Linked DNA regions of Zea mays: region 2 is linked to region 1. Evidence: chromatin contacts called from public Hi-C data. All regions are on one chromosome and are shown on one strand. The core of a region is the stretch at or near the end of the contact, and the rest is flanking DNA. Distances in the headings are between cores, read along the strand shown. Region 1 holds the start of LOC100284418 (Ubiquitin-60S ribosomal protein L40-like). Region 2 holds the start of LOC100284314.

Evidence for each region. Hi-C and Micro-C count contacts between places; a contact is called where the count stands out from the background.
Region 2: a Hi-C map of ear shows a contact between it and region 1, with 2.2 times the contacts expected there. The contact joins the promoter of LOC100284314 here to the promoter of LOC100284418 in region 1. A contact is called at or near these places in 3 of 25 Hi-C or Micro-C datasets (ear, leaf and tassel).

Annotation. Positions count from the first base shown.
Region 1 is chr2:204,439,395-204,444,670 of Zm-B73-REFERENCE-NAM-5.0, reverse strand. LOC100284418 (Ubiquitin-60S ribosomal protein L40-like) reads left to right here and starts at 3,181. Exons shown (of 3, transcript NM_001370624.1): 1 at 3,181-3,559; 2 at 3,684-3,750; 3 at 3,887-4,063. The coding sequence starts at 3,240. The coding sequence ends at 3,931. LOC109944601 (a long non-coding RNA gene) reads right to left here and starts at 5,080. Exons shown (of 2, transcript XR_002267702.2): 1 at 4,970-5,080; 2 at 4,380-4,855. LOC103647645 (putative E3 ubiquitin-protein ligase RF298) reads left to right here. Exons shown (of 3, transcript XM_008672149.2): 3 at 34-829. The coding sequence ends at 558.
Region 2 is chr2:204,630,037-204,635,150 of Zm-B73-REFERENCE-NAM-5.0, reverse strand. It overlaps LOC100284314, which reads right to left and starts at 1,973. Exons shown (of 3, transcript NM_001157209.2): 1 at 1,597-1,973; 2 at 678-736; 3 at 1-590. The coding sequence starts at 1,716. The coding sequence ends at 239.

The DNA of each region.
Region 1 (5,276 bases), core at 1,932-4,431:
TTTGGTGTTCTCTATGGTTTTGAATACTTGCAGGCAAGATGGAAACAAGAGGAAGCTGGAAAGATTGAGGTAATTGCCCTTGTAACCTCAAAGAAGAAAGAGAGGGAGCAAATTGAGACCTCCATGAGGTCAGAAGAGAATTTACTGCATCTTAAAGCAGCGAATGACACAGAAAGATACAAGAGTGAGATCCGTGCTCTTGAGCAGCGTATTGCACAGATGAAGGTTTCTTTGGACTCTTCAAAGGTTGCTGCCCCCAAGTGGGGTGCTGACAATAAAACATATGCATTGCATCTTTCTGAAGGGAGAAAGAACAGCAGTGCCCAAATTTTGTCCAACATAGCAGTACCCCAAGATCCCAGTTTTGATGATATACAGCGTGACCGGGAGTGCGTCATGTGCTTGAGTGAGGAGATGTCCGTGGTGTTCCTCCCTTGCGCCCACCAGGTGGTCTGTGCCAAATGCAGCGACCTCCATGAGAAGCAAGGGATGAAGGAATGCCCTTCATGCCGGACCCCCATCCAGCGCAGGGTGCGCGCCCGCCCCGCAGGTTGCTAGATTTCACATATACCATTTGGATTTTATCCTGTTTTTTTTGTTTTACCTTGATTGCTCAGCTTGAGTTGATGGAAGATTGGAGAGAATAATGGGGGGGATGTGAGTGGTGAAACTTGGACAATAATACATCGTTAAACATCAAACAAGCCCCAGCGGACAGTGGGTACTGGTTGGGTTTGTTATATGGATATACCGGCCGCTTCTGAATGCTTTGGTTTTGTTGCACTCTGCTTCTTAGTCCTGTCTGTACTGTTTGGTATGGATGTCATTCTGTGCAATGCTTGGCAGGAAACCTTTTGATCGATGTTGCTATGCCCTGTTGCAATCATCTGTAGGTATTGATGTCCTAAAAATGGAGCGAGCTTCACTCACCCCACTCGTTCGGTTACGTAAATCCCTTGTCAGTCAAAAATAAAAAAAAAATAGCTTAGAATTTGTTCCGTTAGGAGGCAATGGATAAATACTCACGAGTGTTACTAACCCATACCTAAGCTCGGTCTATGCTTAGTTGACCTTCTAGACTAAGTTTATCTTTAGGTCGCGCTAATCTGACCTATATTATTTCGTGCTTGCTAATTCGGTTCATTATTTGGTATTAGATCGTGCTTTAGGTTTTTGTTTTTAGGTGCTCGTGGTTGCTCAAAAAAGTCTAGCACATATTCCTAGCACTAGTTGAGTTGCGACCATAGGACTTGCAGAGACGATACTTGCTGATGTTGTCATCTAAAATCCTGTTCATACAATTTTTATGGCTTGATAGTTGACCAGTAGGGAAGGGATGACACTGATGGATAGCAGTTAGCTGACGTGGTGCTCCATTCCATCTGTATGCCGCGCGTGTTCATCAGTGTGGTGCAGGAGAACGGACGAGCTCGTTGACGGCCCCAACGCGTCCCACATCTCGGCGCTGGCGCTGGACCGGTGGGAGTCGCGGCTGGAGGACATCTTCGCCGGCCGCCCGTACGACATGCTCGACGCCGTGAAGGGTCATATCTAGAAGCAGCAGCATACAGTAGGAAGGAAGGAAGGAAGGAAGGAGTAGCACCTAGCGACGCACATCTGAATCCCGAGGCAGATGTTTGTGTCTAGTTCCCTTGACAAAAAGAAACGTTTTGTGTCTAGCTGAGAAGGAAATTTCTGGGCTGGGGAACCCCAAGCAATGAAGCACGGAGGACATGCATGTCACGTGACCGAAGTAGTTGGCCCAAAAAAGCCGTTCAATGGCCCTGACCGCGCGGCCCATAACACAGATGCTGTTGAAAACTGTAACAGGAGTCTCGTAACCTTATCATTTCCGTAAATACAACATCGTTTCTATACTCTCTCATGTTTAAATGTTAAATAAAAAATGTTTGTCAACAATGTATTGTAGTTGTCATATATATATTGATTATGAAATTGGGTAAAATTTCTGACCCATCGACAATCGTTTTCGTACGAGACTATATTGTTTCCGACCATTTCCGATCGTATGTCCATTTCAATTTTCAAAAATATGTGGACCAGAAAGAGAAGACATACGACTCCATGTCAAGGTCCGCATCCCAATTTGCCTAAAAATCACAGGGCAAATTCACATGTGAAAACCAGTCCTTTTTTGTTACTTGAACTTATAACATTAACACCTCTAGATGATATAGGGGTAAACTCTATAGTTTTGTTTTGAAAAAGAAACGTGGGGTGAATTCATAAAGTGAAAAGAATGAGGAAGAAGATAGGAGCCCCATGTAATTCTGTCAACCGAAGAGTGCTTCTGTGTATGTAGGATCAACCCAAACTAAGGAGATCTAATAGTTAGTTGGCTAAAAAATTGATAGTAGAATTAGCTAGCTAACTATTATGCTCCGTTTGGATGTTGATATTGGAGGGGATGGAATTGAATTAGGTTGAATACAAATCAGATATGGTATTGAAATGTGATGTAATTCCAATTCTATTGTTTGGATGTCACTGAATTGGAATTTAGAATTGTGCGGTCTAATTCCACACAATATCGAGGGGTGAGGCTTTATATTGGGAGAGAAGGTTTCTAGTTATAGTCGAAATCTAGGAAATTGGGTCTCTGTTTCTAAGTCTCAATTCCACGTGCAACCAAAAAACAAGATTTAGTAAAGCTGATTCAAATTCTCAGTTCTGTGCTCCAATATCTACATCCAAACCAGGTATTAGCTAATTTGATAAAAATAGATAATAGCTAAATTATTAGCTAGAATGTTTAAATGTCTTTAGCTAATTTTTAACAACTAACTATTAAGTCTATTATATTTAAACATCCCCTGAATCTTAGACCTGTATATGATTCTCCCAGGCTTGACATATTGGGACGACTAGCTAGGCATGCAGGTAGTACTAGTGCTACGTATAAATTAGTAATTTCAATTGATGACGAATGAAAAAGAGAGAGAGAATCTTCATCAGTTTCGTAGGAGTCACGTTCGCTATTTGTAGATTTCGTTTTGTTTAGTGGTCGAAGTAGCCTAATTATCTCCTGTTTTTTTAATCAATTTCTCCGCACATGCATATATAAAAATTGTTTCGCGGCGGGCAAGTCACCTCCTCGTGTCCATATAAAGAGGGGAGGGAGAGCACAGGTCCTTCCGTACCACACTACCACCCACCCCACGAAACCGTAAGAAGCGCAGAGTGTGAGAGAGAGGGGCATCAAGGACGACGTGGGCAAGATGATGCAGGTGTTCGTGAAGACGCTGGTGGGGAAGACGATCACGCTGGAGGTGGAGTGCAGCGACACCGTCGAGAACGTGAAGGCCATGATCCAGGGCAAGGAAGGCATCCCGCCGGAGGAGCAGCGCCTCGTCTTCGCGGGCAAGCAGCTGGACGACGACGGCCGCACCCTGGCCGACTACGGCGTCCAGAAGGAGTCGACGCTGCACCTGGAGCTGCGCCTCCGCGGCGGCAGCAGGGGCGGCTACCCCATGGGGATCCCGCCCAGCCTCCGCGAGCTCGCGCAGAAGTACAACGAGAACAAGATGGTCTGCCGCAAGTATGTGTATCACATATATACGCCAGCCGATCGAGCTCGCTTTGCTATAGCTTTATTATTATTTCATATCCATATGGATGCGCTGATTAACTTTGATCCGTTTTTTTTTTTTTGTCCTGCGCAGGTGCTATGCGCGGCTTCCGCCCAGGGCAACCAACTGCCGCAAGAAAAAGTGTGGGCACAGTAACGAGGTGAGAATCCATGCATGCATCAGTAGTTTTACTCTTTGTTCATCCGATATATATACCAATTCAGCATATCTGCGTGCCATTTGGTCATTCTTTCATTTCGTCTAACCTGCGCCCTTTATTTTGATTTTTTTTCCAGCTGAGGTCGAAGAAAAGGTTCATGTCCAAGATTGGCGGGAAATGATCGGCTTTTGTCATTGCGTGACATATATGGAGCATCAGCTGAAATTTCTTAGACGCTTAATAATTTTTACTTTAACGCCGTGGATGTGATATTTTACTGAATAAAGTTGTAGTAGAAACAAAAAATTCGTGCTACTCTTGATCGAGATGTTTCTTCATATACGCCCTTTCGCTGTGGTTTGCTTAGGCTAATCACAATGAAGGTTTCATGAGGTGTTTCATGTATTTATTAGCTTGACACATCAGCTATTTCGATGACATGTCACATCATTTAATAAGGAAGAGTTTCATGGAGCTTCATGAGATGAAACTATGTTAACTCGTTTCCAAGGTCTGAAAACTGTGTGAAACCTCCACTGAGAGTGTTTTGTTTCATCTTCATATAATTGAGTAAATACTATTGGTTATTTATATGCAGCATTTAAGAAGTATGTTGATATATAAAATAGTGAGATAAAACTCTCTATTGAGAGATGATGTTTCATTCAACCATAAAATTGACGTGGCATTTTTAGAAATAGGGACATGAAATCCTCACTCTGATTAGCCTTACGAACGTACGTCCACCGGAGAACGAGGATCCTCGAAACATGCCCAACTAGTCTCATAATTACACAGCCATTTACTGATTTACAATTACAACCAGACAGCCTTAATTTTACTGGTTTCTTATACACAATCCAGTTTCCAGAAGTCCTCAGTGAGATATCGTCGAACAAATAGCACGCACCCGCTTGTTGCCCCCTCACTGCTTCTTGGATTCGTGGAGGGCCTCCCCAGCTCCCCTCAATCTCTTGGAGGTCCTCTTGGATTCTTGGAGTTGATGTAGTCCTGGAGCGCCTCCATCTGCTCCCTGGTCGGCGGCTGCTCGTTGTTCTTGATGGACCGGTGCACGTCGTACGTCGTCGCCCCAAAGAACACCATCCTGCGATGCAACTCAGTTTAATCGAGCATGCAGTCCTCAGCGATGCCGCGCCGCCGCCCGGCTGCGATTGAGGAGAATTCGAAGGAGAACGACGGGGGAGGCACAGGCACATACCCTGCGGCGAACAAGACGATCTGCCTAGGGAACACGTGCTTGCCGAACAGCCTCATGCTGCCCCGCCAGTGCTGTGCCCTGTGCTGCTCGGCGCTTTGCCAGTTGTATAAAGGACATGTAATAAAGCAGCTGGCCCAGGGTCCAGTAGGAATCATGCGCGGCCCATGGGCTGGGCTTTCCCCCACAACCTCACAAAACGCAAACTGCTCTCTCTGGGGATACTAGAGAGGCACGTTCGGAGAGATGAGACGTCAGGGGTTCTTGGAAGACCAGTTCACGTTGGAAGACGTCAGAACTAAATATGTAT
Region 2 (5,114 bases), core at 724-3,223, 190 kb before region 1:
CTCAGCAGAATAAAACTGAATGGCATGACACAATCACAGCTCCAATAAAGTAAAAATCTAAAACACACAATTAAGACTACATGCAGAGGAGAAAGTAGGATAACGATTTAACATCAGATGTCAAGGTTTCCTACACTATAATACCATGACAAGCAACATTTGTCCCAAAGCTGTTCCATGATCTAAACAACACAACTAACAGCATGGAGAAGCTGAGGTGAATCCATGAAAGAGCAAATCACTTCTTCTTCTTGGAAGGTGGCTGTTCTTCCTCATCGTCGTCATCCTCTTCATCTTCATCTTCGTCATCATCTTCATCGTCGTCATCATCGTTACCATCATCATCACCATCGTTATCATCGTCGTCATCATCACTCCCCCCTTCACCATTAGCCTCAGGATCATCATCTTCATCACCCCCCTCTTCATCATCATCGTCTTCATCGTCGTCGTCACCACCCTCATCATCATCATCATCATCATCATCATCATCTTCATCTTCATCTTCATCGTCTTCATCGTCATCATCATCATCTGACCCAGCCTTAATTTCAGGGACATTTTCAGATTTGATTCTTCCATATAATAACCTTTAAAACAATCAAAATCACAAGTTATGTTTTTATCATACTTAAGTCACAGAGCAAATATTTTAAAAAAAAGGAAAAAGAATTTACTTGTATATTTCCTGCTGGTCTTCATTATATATTTCTGCTACACAATTTACAGTTTGAACCTAAGAACGCATCAGCACAGAGCACAGGCCAACGTTAGAGGAAAAGATGAAATAAACAAAACAAAGCATATTTTACAACATACTCCACAACAAATAAATAAACCAATCAGATAAATGGGTGACAATAATAATTCAATAACTACAAAAGGAAAATACAGTGAAAGAAAGAGTGGCACATTTAGAAAGTCTAGAGGGCAGCAAAATTATCCGGGGTTTCTGGCCTAGAAATTTCTAACTACATGAGTTTTAGAAGATATTTCTAACAACAAGAGTTTTAGAAGATCTTGTGGCAACTCGAGATTGAAAACAGAGCCCTCTAAAACCCAACTAATGTTTATGACCAGATCAGTTTCATGTGTGCATTTGTCTTCAATTTGTGCCAGCACTGCCCCAAACAATAAATTCCTCTAGACGTGCTCCAATCAATAGATTCTTCCATAAGATCTAAAAAATCCTCCAGGCACAATCAACTACTACCCGATACAACAGTGAACTAACATATTGTGAGTGACAGTAGTTTTCGGTAGGGCAGAGTATTGACTGGTCTAGTATACAATTATACATTGTGGTTTCTAGTTAAAATTTGTAAAATTAACTGCCCGGATCTGCTTAGATCTATTCGAAAAAAAACTATGTGCTACCTAATACAAAAAGAAGGCCAAAATTCTTCAACATTGCCTTAGATCTGCAGACTCGAATACTAAAAAATCAGTAAAGCGCAAAATACGCATGTCTCATTAAAAAAACAGCTCTAATAGCAGAGCAATAACAGGGTAATGGGTTGAAAGGCCGAACGGTGAAGGAAGCAGAATCACATGATTATCAGGTGACATGTCAAACTGGACAGCAATAATACTTACCGCAAGAGCGAGCAGGCCTATCAACCTCTGCGAGGCAACGGCGACGGCCAGCACAGCCCCCGCGGACGACGCCGCAGCCTCCACCCTGTCGTGTCCGCCAACTGCCGTCGCTGCTGCCATCGCTGCTTTGCCCGTGCGCGACCGGCGAGGAGATGCGGATTCGGTGGCGTAGCAGCAGCCGACGGACTGGACGCCGACTTTAATAGCGAGAAGGTTAGGGTTTTGTGCTCGGAGCCCGGTGGGAACGTGGGACGGGGGGGCCGGCCGTCCGGGGCCGGGTGGCGTCGTGTGGGCTTGTGCTAGGGTTTTTGTGTTCCTGTCGCGTGGTGGGAGTGTGGGACGATCGGGCCTCTGGCGGGTGGGGCGCTGGAGGAGGTGGCTTTGCTCCAATAGGTGCAGAGTATTCGAAAACGTAACGGTGAGCTGCTGGTGCCGATCGCCGATCGGGATTCGGGATCGCTTCGCATCCCGATCGCTTCGAAAACGTGAGTCGTGATTCCTGCGGGTGTCTAATGTCTACTACTGGGCTAGTGGGCTTGGCCGTTTCTGTCGGCAGATCCTGCCGCAGATCGGATGGGCTTCTCTACGCGTTGGGCCCAGCTGACAGCGGTTGTTTAAGATATTGGCTGAATGGCTGGGCTAAATCCTGATGAATGGCTCAGCTAGTCAGCTCCTTTTCATGGTCGTTTTGGTCGTCGTATTGTCTGGTTCAAACTTCCAAGTACTCCGTGTTAATCTTTCAGAATAAAGTACTGTATGATTATGTTATATATTTCGAAATAATGTAATCCATGTTCACATCATATGTTTCAAAATAATGTATTCCGTATTCACATCAATAGCTTTCAAAAATATCTTATGGTCAGACAATTTTTTCCATAGATGAAGTTTATGTATATAAATAGGGTTGTCTTGTACCCTGTCTTGCACATTCGTTTGCCGTTCTGCACACATGTACAGGAACTCCACAATCTCCCCATCTAGCTTTTTCCTAACGACCACCAACCATTTATCAATTCTCTTCTCTACTCCCATAAATCACCGATTTCGACAGTTGTCTTGTGTCTACTGCATAAGTCTGTTCAACTTCTTCGCTTCTCGCTTTAAACCAGATAAATCTTATCTCTTATTGTTTGCACGAGTAACTATCATCACGAGCACTTCCTCCTCCTCACTACATTCCGCCTCTCGTGTTTCTCGCCACAAACCAGACATGGTAAGGCTTATTTCTTTCCTTGCATACATAACTAGGGGTGGTAATGAGCTCTAGATTTTATATTACAAAATTTAAAGATCAAATTGGATTAGAATCGGATACTATTCCTATTCATTTTTGAACTAAAAATAATTAAGAGTCATAACTTATTGTGAAGACATATTTGGATCATGATCCATTACCACCCCCACAACCAACACAGATGTTTTCTACCCCAAATAAGATTCACCATAGTGGATATCGAACAGTGAAAGTCGCCTAGAGGGGGGTGAATAGGGCGAAACTGAAATTTACAAAGTTAATCACAACTACAAGCCGGGTTAGCGTTAGAAATATAATCGAGTCCGCGAGAGAGGGTGAAAAACAAATCGCAAGCAAATAAGAAGTGTGACACGCGGATTTGTTTTACCGAGGTTCGGTTCTCGCAAACCTACTCCCCGTTGAGGAGGCCACAAAGGCCGGATCTTTTTCAACCTCTTCCCTCTCTCAAACAGTCCCTTGGACCGAGTGAGCTTTCTCTTCTCAAATTAACCGGGAACAAAACTTCCCCGCAAGGACCACCACACAATTGGTGTCTCTTGCCTCGGTTACAAGTGAGTATTGATCTCAAGAAAGAATGAGAAAGAAGAAATCAATCCAAGTGCAAGAGCTCAAAAGAACACAACAAATCACTCTCACTCAACACTAATGCTTTTGTGGAATTGGGAGAGGATTTGATCACTTGGGTGTGTCTTGTATTGAATGCCTAGCTCTTGTAAGTGGTTGGAAGTTGGAAAACTTGGATGATTTGAATGTGGGGTGGTTGGGGATATTTATAACCCCAACCACCAAACTAGCCGTTTGGTGGAGGCTGCTGTTGCATGGCGCACCGGACAGTCCGGTGCACACCGAACAGTGTCCGGTGCGCCAGCCACGTCACCAGGCCGTTGGGTTCCGACCGTTGGAGCTCTGACTGCTGGGCCCGCCTGGATGTCCGGTGGCACACCGGACATACACTGTAGAGTGTCCGGTGCGCCACTTCGCGCGTGCCTGACTTCTGCGCGCTCTGGCGCGCATTTAATGCTGTAGCAGGTGACCGTTGGCGCCGAATAGCCGTTGCTTCGCTGGCTCACCGGACTGTCCGGTGTACAACGGACACGTCCGGTGAATTATAGTGGAGCAAATTCCCGAAGCTGGCAAGTTCCAGAGTCGCTCTTCCCTGGGGCACCGGACACTGTCCGGTGTACACCGGACAGTCCGGTGAATTATAGCGGAGCGCCTCTGGATTTTCCCGAAGGTAAAGAGTTCAGCGTGAAGTCCACTGGTGCACCGGACACTGTCCGGTGGTGCGCCAGACCAGGGCACACTTCGGTTATCCCTTTGCTCCCTTTGATGAACCCAAATCTTGGTCTTTTTATTGGCTAAGTGTGAACCTTTGGCACCTGTATAACTTATACACTAGAGCAAACTAGTTAGTCTAATTATTTGTGTTGGGCAATTCAACCACCAAAATCATTTAGGAAAAAGGTGTAAGTCTAATTCCCTTTCAATCTCCCCCTTTTTGGTGATTGATGCCAACACAAACCAAAGCAAATATGGAAGTGCATTATTTAACTAGCTTGCATAATGTAAGTGCAAAGGTTGCTTTGAATTGAGCCAATATAAATATTGATAATATATGCATGGATTGTTTCTTCATTTCTAACATTTTGGACCACGCTTGCACCATATGTTTTGTTTTTGCAAATTGTTTTGTAAATTCTTTTCAAAGTCCTTTTGCAAATAGTCAAAGGTAGATGAATAAGATTTTGCGAAGCATTTTCAAGATTTGAAATTTTCTCCCCCTGTTTCAAATGCTTTTCCTTTGACTAAACAAAACTCCCCCTAAATGAAATCCTCCTCTTAGTGTTCAAGAGGGTTTTAAGATGTTGATTTTGAAAATACTACTCTCTCCTCTTTTTGAACACAAGGAGATACCAAATTGAAAATCATACCAATTGAAAAACCTTAGTTTTAAAATTAGGTGGTGGTGCGGTCCTTTTGCTTTGGGCTAATACTCTCTCCCCCTTTGGCATGAATCGCCAAAAACGGAGTCATTAGAGCCCTTAGAATTACTCTCTCCCCCTTTGGTCGTAAATAAATGAGTGAAGATTATACCAAATACGGAGTCCTTTTCTCCCCCAAAGATGGAGAGTTGCTTGGAGCGACGGCGAAGGATGAGTTACGGAGTGGAAGCCTTTGTCTTCGCCGAAGACTTCAATTCCCTTTCAATATACCTATGACTTGGTTTGAAATAGACTTGAAAACACATTAGTCATAGTAC